2 separate regions of the Mus musculus genome follow, and region 2 is linked to region 1. A link is a contact called in public promoter capture Hi-C data. All regions are on one chromosome and are shown on one strand. The core of a region is the stretch at or near the end of the contact, and the rest is flanking DNA. Distances in the headings are between cores, read along the strand shown. Region 1 holds the start of Usp51 (ubiquitin specific protease 51). Region 2 holds the start of Kctd12b (potassium channel tetramerisation domain containing 12b).

The links. Promoter capture Hi-C pulls out the DNA fragments that hold promoters and counts their contacts.
Region 2: a promoter capture Hi-C map of cranial neural crest shows a contact between it and region 1. The contact joins the promoter of Kctd12b here to the promoter of Usp51 in region 1. A contact is called at or near these places in 2 of 39 promoter capture datasets (cranial neural crest and frontonasal cranial neural crest) and 1 of 115 datasets of contacts at active chromatin or transcription factors (astrocytes).

The regions. Positions count from the first base shown.
Region 1 is chrX:153,003,785-153,009,483 of GRCm38.p6, forward strand. It overlaps Usp51 (ubiquitin specific protease 51), which reads left to right and starts at 2,685. Exons shown (of 2, transcript NM_001137547.1): 1 at 2,685-2,760; 2 at 3,505-5,677. The coding sequence starts at 3,628. The coding sequence ends at 5,613.
Region 2 is chrX:153,693,783-153,699,481 of GRCm38.p6, forward strand. Kctd12b (potassium channel tetramerisation domain containing 12b) reads right to left here and starts at 2,498. Exons shown (of 3, transcript NM_175429.4): 1 at 2,303-2,498; 2 at 1,842-1,896.

The DNA.
Region 1 (5,699 bases), core at 1,435-3,934:
AGGAGGCTTGTGAGCTCAAGGGCAGCTTGGGCCACACAGGATGCCTGCCATCTGTTCCAAGAAAGAAAAGAGAAAGGGTGCTAGATCCTTTGTCTTTAAATAAATATGACTCTTCTCACCCATGAGCACAGTGTAACGACTGGGCAGATGTCAAAGGGTCGGTCCACTTGCATTCATTCGGCCAGGCTCCATCACAGAGCATAGAGAGATCTGACCCAGCTAGCCGGGTGTCCACCTTGTACTCTTGGTACTGATATAAAGTGTTTGATTTGCTTACCTGGGATTCTGGGACCCTCAGACTGAAAGGTCATGGCCATTTCCTGTTTCCCTCACACCATGCAGGCACCAGCTTTGTTTTGTTGGGATATGGCGCTATGTGGTGGCAGCCATTGTTGTCTTCCGCAGAAATGATGTTGCCACGTCAGCCTGACTGTGCCATGATGTTTTAAAGTGCGGACACGAGGGATGTCTTTAACACTTGGAAGCACTGAAGATTAAAGCACACATGGGGCTGATAGGAAGTCATGTTTCTGATCTGTGGCTCCTCAAGTGGTTGCTCATCTCTGCAGACATCACGGGGGCCCTACTCTCTACCTCTCTTCTTTCATGTTATGTGGACAATGCCATCACATATTCATATAGCAAAAATAACTCACGTCTTCAAATCATACAGCTTCAGACCTTAAGGAGAGAAAATCACCCCATGTGAACCAGCCAAGTGACACACAATCATCTCCACTCCTGTAGCAAGAGCATGAATCTAGTTGTCCCACCTTTCACTTTAAAAGTCCAAAGACCCAGAAGCTTATAAAATCCCTTTCTCTTAGAAAGGCTGAACTCACACATCATATCATACAATATAATGTCTGCCGTTTTAAAGTGTGATGGACATTTCCCCCTTGTGGACAGCAGAGAGTAAGGATTAATCAATGCAAGGTTCTTGTCTGACAGAGCTGGCCACAGCCACAGAAAGTCATGGCATTTCTGAAGTCCTGGCTACCAGTGTCTGCACATCTACACCATGTTGGTCTTTGAAGCAAAATTGTTCCCACACACATCCCCCTTAATGGAGAGGATGTTAATTTGCTGGAGTCTCCAATGAGTGATGCAAGGAATCAGTCAAAGTGGCCTGGATAAGAGCAGTGTGCAAGCAAAGGTTAATGCTGAGAGAGACTTCACTCTGTTTTAACACTCTCTCTCTCTCTCTCTCTCTCTCTCTCTGTCTCTGTCTCTCTGTCTCTCTCTCCCTCCTACTCACACACAGGAGAAAGAGTAAGACAGAGGCAGAGCCAAAGAAACAGAGAGAAAGAGATGCAGAGAGGCAGAGAGATGGAGGACTATAGGTCCTGAAAGCAGCCTACTGCTGAAATGTCGTCATTTTGTATGTTTTATTATTCTACAAGTTTGGTTTGATCACTCCAAATTACAGTTAGACAGTTACATTATTTAAATTTTTGACCATCTTCCTGCTTCCCTTGTTTGAGTCACTGCTGTTTTAGAATGTGTCTGTGATATGTCAATCTGAAGCCTCTGTTTGTAATGTTCACATTCCTTGGATACAGACAAAAAGTCTGGGAAGTGGGTGGAATGTGTCCCTTTGGGCTCCCCATTCATACTACTGAACCATGGTTTTTAGTTATTCAACTTGGGATTGATCATACTGTTCCCATAATAAGTGTCAGGCCAGCTGTGGCTGCTATCTTCTCTTTGGGTTGGTTTCCTGAATGCATTGAGATAACTCTAGGAGTGGAGACCCAGGTTGGAATAGGGAAGTGTGATAGATTTCAGTAGGAAGAATTTTTTAACTGATTCTGAAACAATGTGGCAAATATTTAGATATATATTTTCCTGATTCCAGTCTTTTTTATTTGCATACTTCTCCCACAATTTTTGTGCCACTGTATGTGGGTATATGTGGAGAGAACTTGATAAAATATTTCTGAGTTCTGGAAAGATCTCTGTGAGGCCGATCACCCTCTTCCGGGTTTACACATTCACCCATAGCATTGTTCTTAAGTGTGCTGACGCCCTGCAATGTGCTACTTAGTGATTTTAACCTGAACACCCAATACTAGGGTTACTAATATAAGGGGTGACCAAAAGTATATGTTGCCACTCTGTGTAAACATCTTAGGATCTTTCACCTTTGACCGATGAGCTCTAAGTGTTTACAGTTTATCCCTGTAGGAACAGCATGTTGCTGGGCTGAGGTCTATTTTATCCTGAATCATATGCGTATTTTTCCTCTCCCCAACACTCAGAAATAATAACCTCTCCACTTTACTCTTGAGATTTTAATTTTAAAGCTTCCGGAAGGAACACTGTAGAATTTGCCATCTTAGTGAATCCCTAACCCTACCTTGGTTAGTTTTGTTGTTGTTGTTTCAGGGTTTTTTTTTTCCCCCGTTCTTTCTATTTTTTTTCTTTTTTTTCTTTCTTTTTTTTTTTTCTTTTTAAGAGTGCCATAACCAGATGAAGCCTGAGCCTTCCCAAGATCTTTTACTAAAATCTGTGGCTGTTGTTACCTCTGGTAGAATCCCTTTCAGAAGGGGTTTTTCTGCCTAGGGGGACAGCGGTACTATTCATCCCTGCTGGAGGCCTGATTCCGGGGCTGGGGGCCCATACGTGGAGAGGGGAGGGGCCAGGGGGCGGCCCCCTTGTGACCAGCCCCGAAGAGAGGTCATAGAGAAGACTGGCAGAGGAGCGCCTGGACAGCAGCAGCAGCTGACTTTCTAGATGAAGCGCGCCTTGGGGCCCCAGGTAACAAACCCAGACCTTTTTACAAATCCGCGGGCTTGGGGAGCTGCGGTGGTTGCGGGGAGGGAGCATGCACTTTGGGGGTCGCGTACTGTGGATGGGGGTGGTCACGCGTGAAGGGAGTCTGAATTCTGGGGGAAACCCTAGGAAATGAGAGGACAGGAGCAAGAAACGGGGTGTGAGGGCACAGGCACGAAAGAGCAAGAGAGGGCGCTCGAGCGTGGCACACAGCAAGCGCGCTTAGGAGTAGAGGCTGGAAGCATAGGTAAGAAAGGAGGCAGGGGACACTTTCGTCCACTGAGTCAGTTTTTTTTCAAAGATAACCTCCTTTCAGCCATATTTAACATACATTGTTGACTCGAGGGGTTTAAAGATGCAAGGAAAGAACGTAGAAAAAGGTGCGCCAAAGCGAGGCTGCACAGAGCGCCGAAAAGACAGCGGGTTATGCCTTTTTAAAAGAGTTGCCATCCTTTTCACCCTAAAGCTCAGGACAGTCCCCTTCCCCCCTCCTTCCCCGGTACCAGCAGTTCTGGCGGCCTTTGGAGCAGGTAGCCGCGGGCTCGGGCTCGGCACGCCACGCGAGCCCCCGGTGCAGGGGCGGAGCCGCGGCCGCGCGCGGGGCTCGCGGCAGGGGGAGGGGCTGAGGCTAACGGCACCGCGGCCATGACGCCGGGCTGGCCGTCCACACGAGTTCCTGTCTCCCTCCACCCATAGTCATAGCTCATTCCCAGACGCGTTTCTTCCCAGGCTTGGGAGTGAGCCGATGGCCCACGTTCGAGAAGCGTCCCGGTCCTCCCGCTCTGTCGCCTGTTGGAGTTCGGGAGGTGGTCGAGGAGCCTGTCTGGAGCAGGCAGCTGAGAGTGCATCGAGATGCGGGGTACACAGGGAGCCCAGGAGATGAAGCCGGAGCTGTGGCCGGAGCCCAAGCCCACGTCGGAGAACTTAACAAGTAGGGGCAGTGGCAGCTATGAGAAGGTGCTCCCTTCTATCCCGGCTGCTTGTCACACCAGCTCCAGCTCGGTTTGCCCGCGCCGCAAGCCCCGCCCTCGGCCCCAGCCCAGGTCCCGCTCCAGGGGAGGGCGTGGGCTCAAGGCCCCACCCCCGCCTCCCGCCAAACCTCCGCCTCCCCCGCCAGCGCCGCCACCTCCACCCCTGCCCAAGCAGCGGTCGGTGGCCTGGCGCAATTCCAGACGTAGATCCAGGCCTGGACCCAGACCCCAAACACGGAAAAGCTACTCTAGTGACCATGGCTCCTCTAGGGATTCAGATGGCTCAGAGAACAGTTTACTGGAGGTAGGGTCTAATAAGGGTCCCACAGGCTGCTGTCATGTAGAGAGCTTTAAAGTAGCTAAAAACTGGCAGAGAAACCTGCGGATGATCTATCAGCGTTTCATTTGGAGTGGAACCCCGGAGACTAGGAAACGTAAGGCAAAGTCATGCATCTGTCAAATATGTAGTACTCACAAGAACAGACTCCACTCTTGTCTGTCCTGTGTATTTTTTGGATGCTTTACTGACAAACATATTCACATTCATGCCGAAACAACGCAACACAATTTAGCAGTAGACCTCTGTCATGGGGTTATATATTGCTTTATGTGTAGGGATTATGTATATGACAAAGATATAGAAAAGATCGCCAAAGAAACAAAAGAAAAAATTCTGGGACTGTTATCATCCCCTACAGGAGATGCATCTTATCAGCAGTTGATGGCATCTGAGGTGGAAGAAAACCAATTAACCTGCGAGTCAAAAGATCAGGAGACCAGTTTGGTAAAACCCAAGAAAAAGAGGAGGAAAAAGACAATGTATTATACTGTAGGCTTCAGAGGATTAATTAATCTTGGTAATACTTGCTTTATGAATTGTATTGTCCAAGTACTTACTCACATTCCGCTACTGAAAGAGTTCTTCCTTTCAAATAAGCACAAATGTATGATGACAAGCCCCAGCTTGTGTTTAGTCTGCGAGATGTCTTTACTTTTTCAAGCTATGTACTCGGGGAACCAAAGTCCTCATATTCCCTATAAATTACTACACCTGATATGGATCCATGCAGAGCATCTAGCAGGCTACAGACAACAGGATGCTCAGGAGTTTCTTATTGCCATATTGGATGTGTTGCATAGACACAGCAGAGATGATGGTATCGACCAGGAAGGTAACTCCAACTGCTGTAATTGCATCATAGATCACATCTTTACAGGTAGTCTGCAGTCAGATTTAACATGTCAAGTTTGTCATGGTGTCTCTACTACCATAGACCCATGCTGGGACATTAGCTTGGATTTGCCTGGGCCTTATACTCCAGGGAGGGCTAGTAGTAGCACATCGAGTAGGGATGGCCAGAAGCCACGAGTCATCTCACTTACAGATTGCCTGAAGTGGTTTACAAGGCCCGAAGACCTGGGTAGCAGTGCCAAAATCAAATGCAGTCAATGCCAAAGCTACCAGGAATCTACCAAACAGCTCACAATGAAGAAATTACCGATTGTGGCCTGCTTTCACCTGAAAAGATTTGAACATTTAGGCAAACAGAGACGAAAGATTAATAGTTTTATCTCGTTTCCTTTGGAGCTGGACATGACCCCGTTCTTGGCTTCTACTAAAGAAAGCATAATGAAAGGCCAGCCATTAACAGAGTGTGTACCCAGTGAGAATAAGTATTCTTTGTTTGCAGTAATTAACCACCATGGAACTTTGGAAAGTGGCCATTACACCAGTTTTGTCCGACAGGAAAAAGACCAGTGGTTCAGCTGTGATGATGCTGTAGTCACCAAGGCTACAATGGAAGAATTACTCAATAGTGAAGGGTATCTACTGTTCTATCATAGGCAAGATATAGAGAAAGAATAATCTCATCCAGAATGATTTCCAGACCAAAAAAAATTTAAAAAGTGAAAAAGAAGAGAAAACAAAAAAGAAAAAGACAAAGAGACAAC
Region 2 (5,699 bases), core at 1,248-3,747, 690 kb after region 1:
AACAGTACACTTTGGAGTAGAAATAATAAGAACCACATTGATTCCTTCCACACAGTAGGGTTTTTTTCACAACATCTTACAGGACTAGATCTGAAATGGTCAAGCAGACCACATCTTGACTAGGGTTGCTTAATTATACATGTCTCTTGCCCTTTATACAAACTCCCCGTCCCCTTCTCAGTGTGGATGCACTGAATAAACCCCTCGTTTTTCACAATTACTTGTTCCTTTCTCATATGAAGATAGCTGAGGGAGGGGAAGGGGTAGCATGTAAAGGCTGCCAGAAGTCAGACTTTTGACCTGAAAACTTCAGTTATAAGCCAATGATCCAAAATCCTATGAATTAGAGTTACAATCAATCTAGGGCAGTGGTTTTCAACCTGTGGGTTGCGACCCTCTTGGGGGTCACATATCAGATGCCCTGTATATCAGATACTTATTTTATGATTCATAACAGTAGCAAAATTAGTTATGAAGTAGGCAATGAAAATAATTTGAGGTTGGGGTCAACTCAACATGAGGAACTGTATTAAACGGTTGCAGCATCAGGAAACTTGAGAAGCACTGTTTTAGGGAGTCAAGCTGAGTAGCCAGTTTGCCACTTGTGTTAACAAAACAATGTTAGCTACTTTCAAAAGGACAGAGCCTTTATTCTGGGAGAAGAAATCAGAACAAAAGTCAGGACGGAACTGCACTGGAACTTCTGCTGCTGCCTTTCTCAAACATTTTTAAACATAGATATAGAAATGTTACTGTGAAAAGCTACATGTGACACTACTCATAGCTAGGAGTCTCAATACGTGAGCAGTTTTTGGTTGGTTGGTTTTTGTTTGGTTTTGATTTGATTTACTTTTTTCTTTCTGTTAGAAAGAAAATGGAAGTGGTTTCTATAATAATGAACATATCTAGTTCAAAACAGCCCCTTGTGCACACATCATTGCATGAAGTAAAGAAGGACATGCAGGAAGACGCTTATCTGTTTGTATGTGTTTGCAATGTAAAAATTCTTTTCTACGTACAAAGCTTCCTGCATAACTTCTTTCTCCCCTTCTCCTGCCCAATGTTCTCTGTCAAGCTGGTTTTGCTTATGGGGAAACAGACAAGCAACAAACACAAAGAGTTCTCTTAACCTAACCCTCAGTCAGTTTTGGAAATGCTTCTTCCCCCTTTGTGTGTGGGGGGTCTGGGGACGGGCAGAGGGCAGCCTTTTAAGAAACCCTAAAATGTCTCATTTATTCTCTTTCATGAAGAAACAGGAGGCTGATGAGGGTGTGTTAGTAGTGCCCTCAGTTAATCAAAGAAATAAGAGTCCCTGTAGGAGGAAGTAAATAGGGTGACATTTAATAAAGGGCTTAAATCAGGCTGCAGAGAAGACAAATAAAAGCAGCTGTATACCGAGCCCAGAAGAACTGAGTTATTTTTTCTAGCGTTTTAAAGGCAGTAAGGAAACTAACCAATGTATCGCTCCCTTTCTGCCTCTGAATAATTCAACTTGTAACCAAGATCCATGTTTTTCAAAGACAAAAGTCAGCTGTAGCAAAGTACACTGAACTGTAAGCTCGTCAAAATGATATGTGACTGACAGAAAAAATGTGCAGGAAGACATTTCTAAGAAAACAAGACACTTTGTAACCAGCCAGTTTTCTATTTTATTAAGCCTGAAATCCCTATGTCTTAATCCCCCTTTCCTACCTACCGCCCTCCATTTTCTTCTGGAATCTTTTACTTTCTTTTCTGTCTCTTGGCTTCTGTCTCTCTCCTCTTTTAAACCAATGTGTTTTAAATATTTACTTGTTTGTAAGAACAAAGCCACACATTCAAATTAGGAAAGTGATCCCCACCTTGTATGCTGCTCCAAGCCGGAGATCCAAGAAATCAAAGTAGTTAACAGCTAAACTGGAAGTGCAAGCAAAGGGAGAAAACAACTTCAAGTAAGAATTAAGAAACAATTCTTTGCCTCAGCAATATTCCCTTGTGCTTCTAACTAGCTTGTATCTGTGACTTGTTGTTCGCTCATAAAAGAAAAGGTTAGCACCCAGAAGCATTAAACCCAATCAAAATACTTTAAAAATTCAACGGATGCTAGAAAGCAATATGAATTTTTCTGATCGCCCCCCCCCCCCTCGGAAAGCGCTTCGGTTGCTTTTGGAACTCTAAACTGCTTTCCAGTCTCAGGCTTCACAGTAGATCTCTCAATAGAGAAGCAGCAGACGTGCCTATCCCCAGCTCAAATTCAGAAGCTCTGAAATTCCAGAAGCGATGGACTGGAAAGAAAAGACAAGGAGGGTGATAAAATAGTTACCTTGAGTCTCGAGCCAGGTACTGCCAAATCGAGCTTCAGTGCCTGTCTGCCTCAGTGCTGTGAGGGCTCACCTCCACAGAGGAATGCCTTTCTGTTCTTCCTCTCCCTTGCTGTGTGTTTTGGTGCTTGATTTGAGTTTTCCTCTTTAAAACTAGCAGTCTTGTAGACCCTCCTCCTCTGCTATGACATACTTGACTTCCTCTCCAGCTCAGCCAGCCTCCCGCTCTATTCTGCAGCCAGACAAGAAGCAAAGCAAAGCAAAGCAAAGCAAAACAAAACAAAACAAAGCAAAGCAAAGCAAAGCAAAGCAAAGCAAAGCAGAGAAAAGGCACGGAAGGGGGAAGGGGCGAGAAACAAAGGTAGTGGTGACAGGACAGGAGAAATTTGGTTCATCTTGGTTACAGCAGAGCAAGTAAATATTTTGCAGTCATAGTACATGAATGATTTGTAAGGGGCTTGTCGTTTGTTTGTTTCTGAAACAGGGCCTTCTTACATACCTCAGGCTAGCCTTGAAATTTACATCCTTCAGTGTCAGCCTGGAGTACCTGGTTGTGCTATGGGCAACCACAATCACACTGAATGAATTTTTCAATGAAGAATTTGTTGGATTCTGAACTTAATATTAGGTATATTTACTTTAATGCCCAAAATCCTAAAAGTCAGATTGTATGCTAAGAGCTGAAAATAAAGAAATACTAGACACTTCTTCATGAGAAGAATTAAACATACTGTGTTTCACTATTATGGATGAGAAAAAGCACAGTATTGTAAGAACAAAAAAGAAGCATTCCAGGGCTATCTAGGGAAATCTGAAGGCTTCCTGGGGGATTAACTAAATGGAGTTTTACCAGATGCATAGGAATTACCCACAAGATAGGATTAGCATTGCAGGCAGAAAGGACAGAGTCAACAAAGAGCAGGGATGGGGTGGGGAGTTGGGAGGGTGGGGTTACACACATACCATGTATTAGACACTCAACTGTTTTTTAAATGCTAGAGTCAAGATGTTAGGCTACCTCACTCCAAAAATTCCACGTTAATGTTCTCCAGTTGTGGTATAAACCCAACTAGAAAAGTGAACCCCTTATCTAAATTATTTTGTTGTGTATGCATTTCTCCCTCTCTAAGCATCACTGAAATCGTTGGATTTAAATATGGATTTCTTCAAAATTGGGCTACATCTCTCTAAATTCTTTTTTATTAGATATTTTCTTTATTTACATTTCAAATGTCATTCCTTTTCCTGGTTTCCCCTCTGAAAACCCCATATCCCATGCCCCTGCTCACCAACCTACCCACTCCTACTTCCCTGTCCTGGCATTCCCCTACACTGGGGCCTTGAGCCTTCACAGGCCTCTCCTCCCATTGATGACCAACAAGGCCATCCTCTGCTACATATGCACCTGGAGTCATGGGTCCCTCCATGTGTACTCTTTGGTTGGTGGTTTAGTCCCTGAGAGCTCTGGGGGTACTGGCTGGTTGATATAGTTATTCCTCCTATGGGGCTAAAAACCCCTTCAGCTCCTTTGGTCCTTTCTTTAGCTCCTTCACTGGGGACCCTGTGATCAGTCGAATGGATGGCTGTGAGCATCCACTTTTGTGTTTGTCAGGAACTGGTAAAGCCTCTCAGGAGAGAGCTATATCAGACTCCTGTCAGCAAGCACTTGTTGGTATTTGCAATAGTGTCTGGGTTTGGTAACTGTTTATGGAATGGATCCCCAGGTGGAGCAGACTCTAAATGTCCTTTCTGTCAGTCTCTGTTTCCACACTTTGTCTCTGTATCTCCGCTCATGGGTATTTTGATCTCTCTTCTAAGGACTGAAGTATCCAAACTTTGATCTTCCTCCTCCTTCTTCTCTTCCTCCTTCTCCCTTTTTATTAGATATTTTCTTTATTTACATTTCAAATGCTTTCCTCTTTCCTAGTTTCCCCTCCGAAAATCCCCCATCCCCTCTCCTCTCCCACTGCTCACCAACCCACCCACTCCTGCTTCCTGGCCTTGGTATTCCCCTATACTGGGGAATAGAACCATCACAAGATCAAGGGCCTCTCCTCCTATTGATGACTAACTAGGCCATCCTCTGCTACATATGCAGCTAGGACCATGAGTTCCACCATGTACTTTCTTTAATTGGTGGTTTAGTCCCAGAGAGCTCTGGGGGGGTACTGGTTAGCTCATATTGTTGTTCTTCCTATGGGGCTGCAAACCCCCTCAGCTCCTTGGGTACTTTCTCTAGCTCCTTCATTGGGGACCTTGTGCTCCATCCAATGCATGGCTGTGAGCATCCACTTCTGTATTTGTCAGTCTTCTTGAGCTTCATGTGGTCTGTGAATTGTATCTTGGGTATTCCAAGCTTCTGGGCTAATATCCACTTATCAGTGAGTGCATACCATGTGACTTCTTTTGTGATTGGATTACCTTACTCTGCATGATATTTTCTAGTTTCATTCATTTGCCTAAGAAATTTATGAATTCATTGTTTTTAATAGCTGAGTAGTACTTCATTGTGTAAATGTACCATGGTTAGCATGTAGGAGAATGCAAATCAATCCATTCTTATCTCCTTGTACAAAGCTCAAGTCCAAGTAGATCAAGGACCTCCACATAAAACCAGATACACTGAAACTAATAGAAAAGAAAGTGGCGAAGAGCCTCAAGAACATGGGCACAAGGGAAAATTTCCTGAACAGAACACCAATAGCTTATGCTCTAAGATCAAGAATTGACAAATGGGACCTCATAAAATTGCAAAGCTTCTCTAAGGCAAGGGACACTGTCAATAGGACAAAATGACAACCAACACATTGGGAAAAGATCTTTACCAATCCTACATCTGATAGAGGGCTAATATCTAATATATACAAAGAACTCAAGAAGTTAGACTCCAGAGAAACAAATAATCCTATTAAAAATGGGGTATAGACCTAAACCAAGAATTCTCTACTGAGGAATACCGAATGACTGAGAATCACCTAAAGAAATGTTCAACATCCATAGTCATCAGGGAAATGCAAATCAAAACAACCCTGAGATTCTACCTCACACCAGTCAGAATGGCTAAGATAAAAAACTAAGGTGTCAGCAGATGCTGGTGAGGATGTGGAGAAAGAGGAACACTCCTCCACTGCTGGTGGGATTGCAAGCTTGTACAACCACTCTGGAAATCAGTTTGGCAGTTCCTCAGAAAATTGGACATAGTATTGCTTGTGGACCCAGCTTCTCTAAATCTTAAAAGTTCTTTCTCAGTCAAATGGACATTTTGGAGAGCTGAGTTTTAAAATGGTTCAGTTTGGAGTGAGGATTTACTTGCATGTAGAAAGCAGGAAACTAGACTGAGTGATATGGGGACATTTCTTTTTGTCATATAAAAAAATCTCAGGTCACTTTTATCACTGG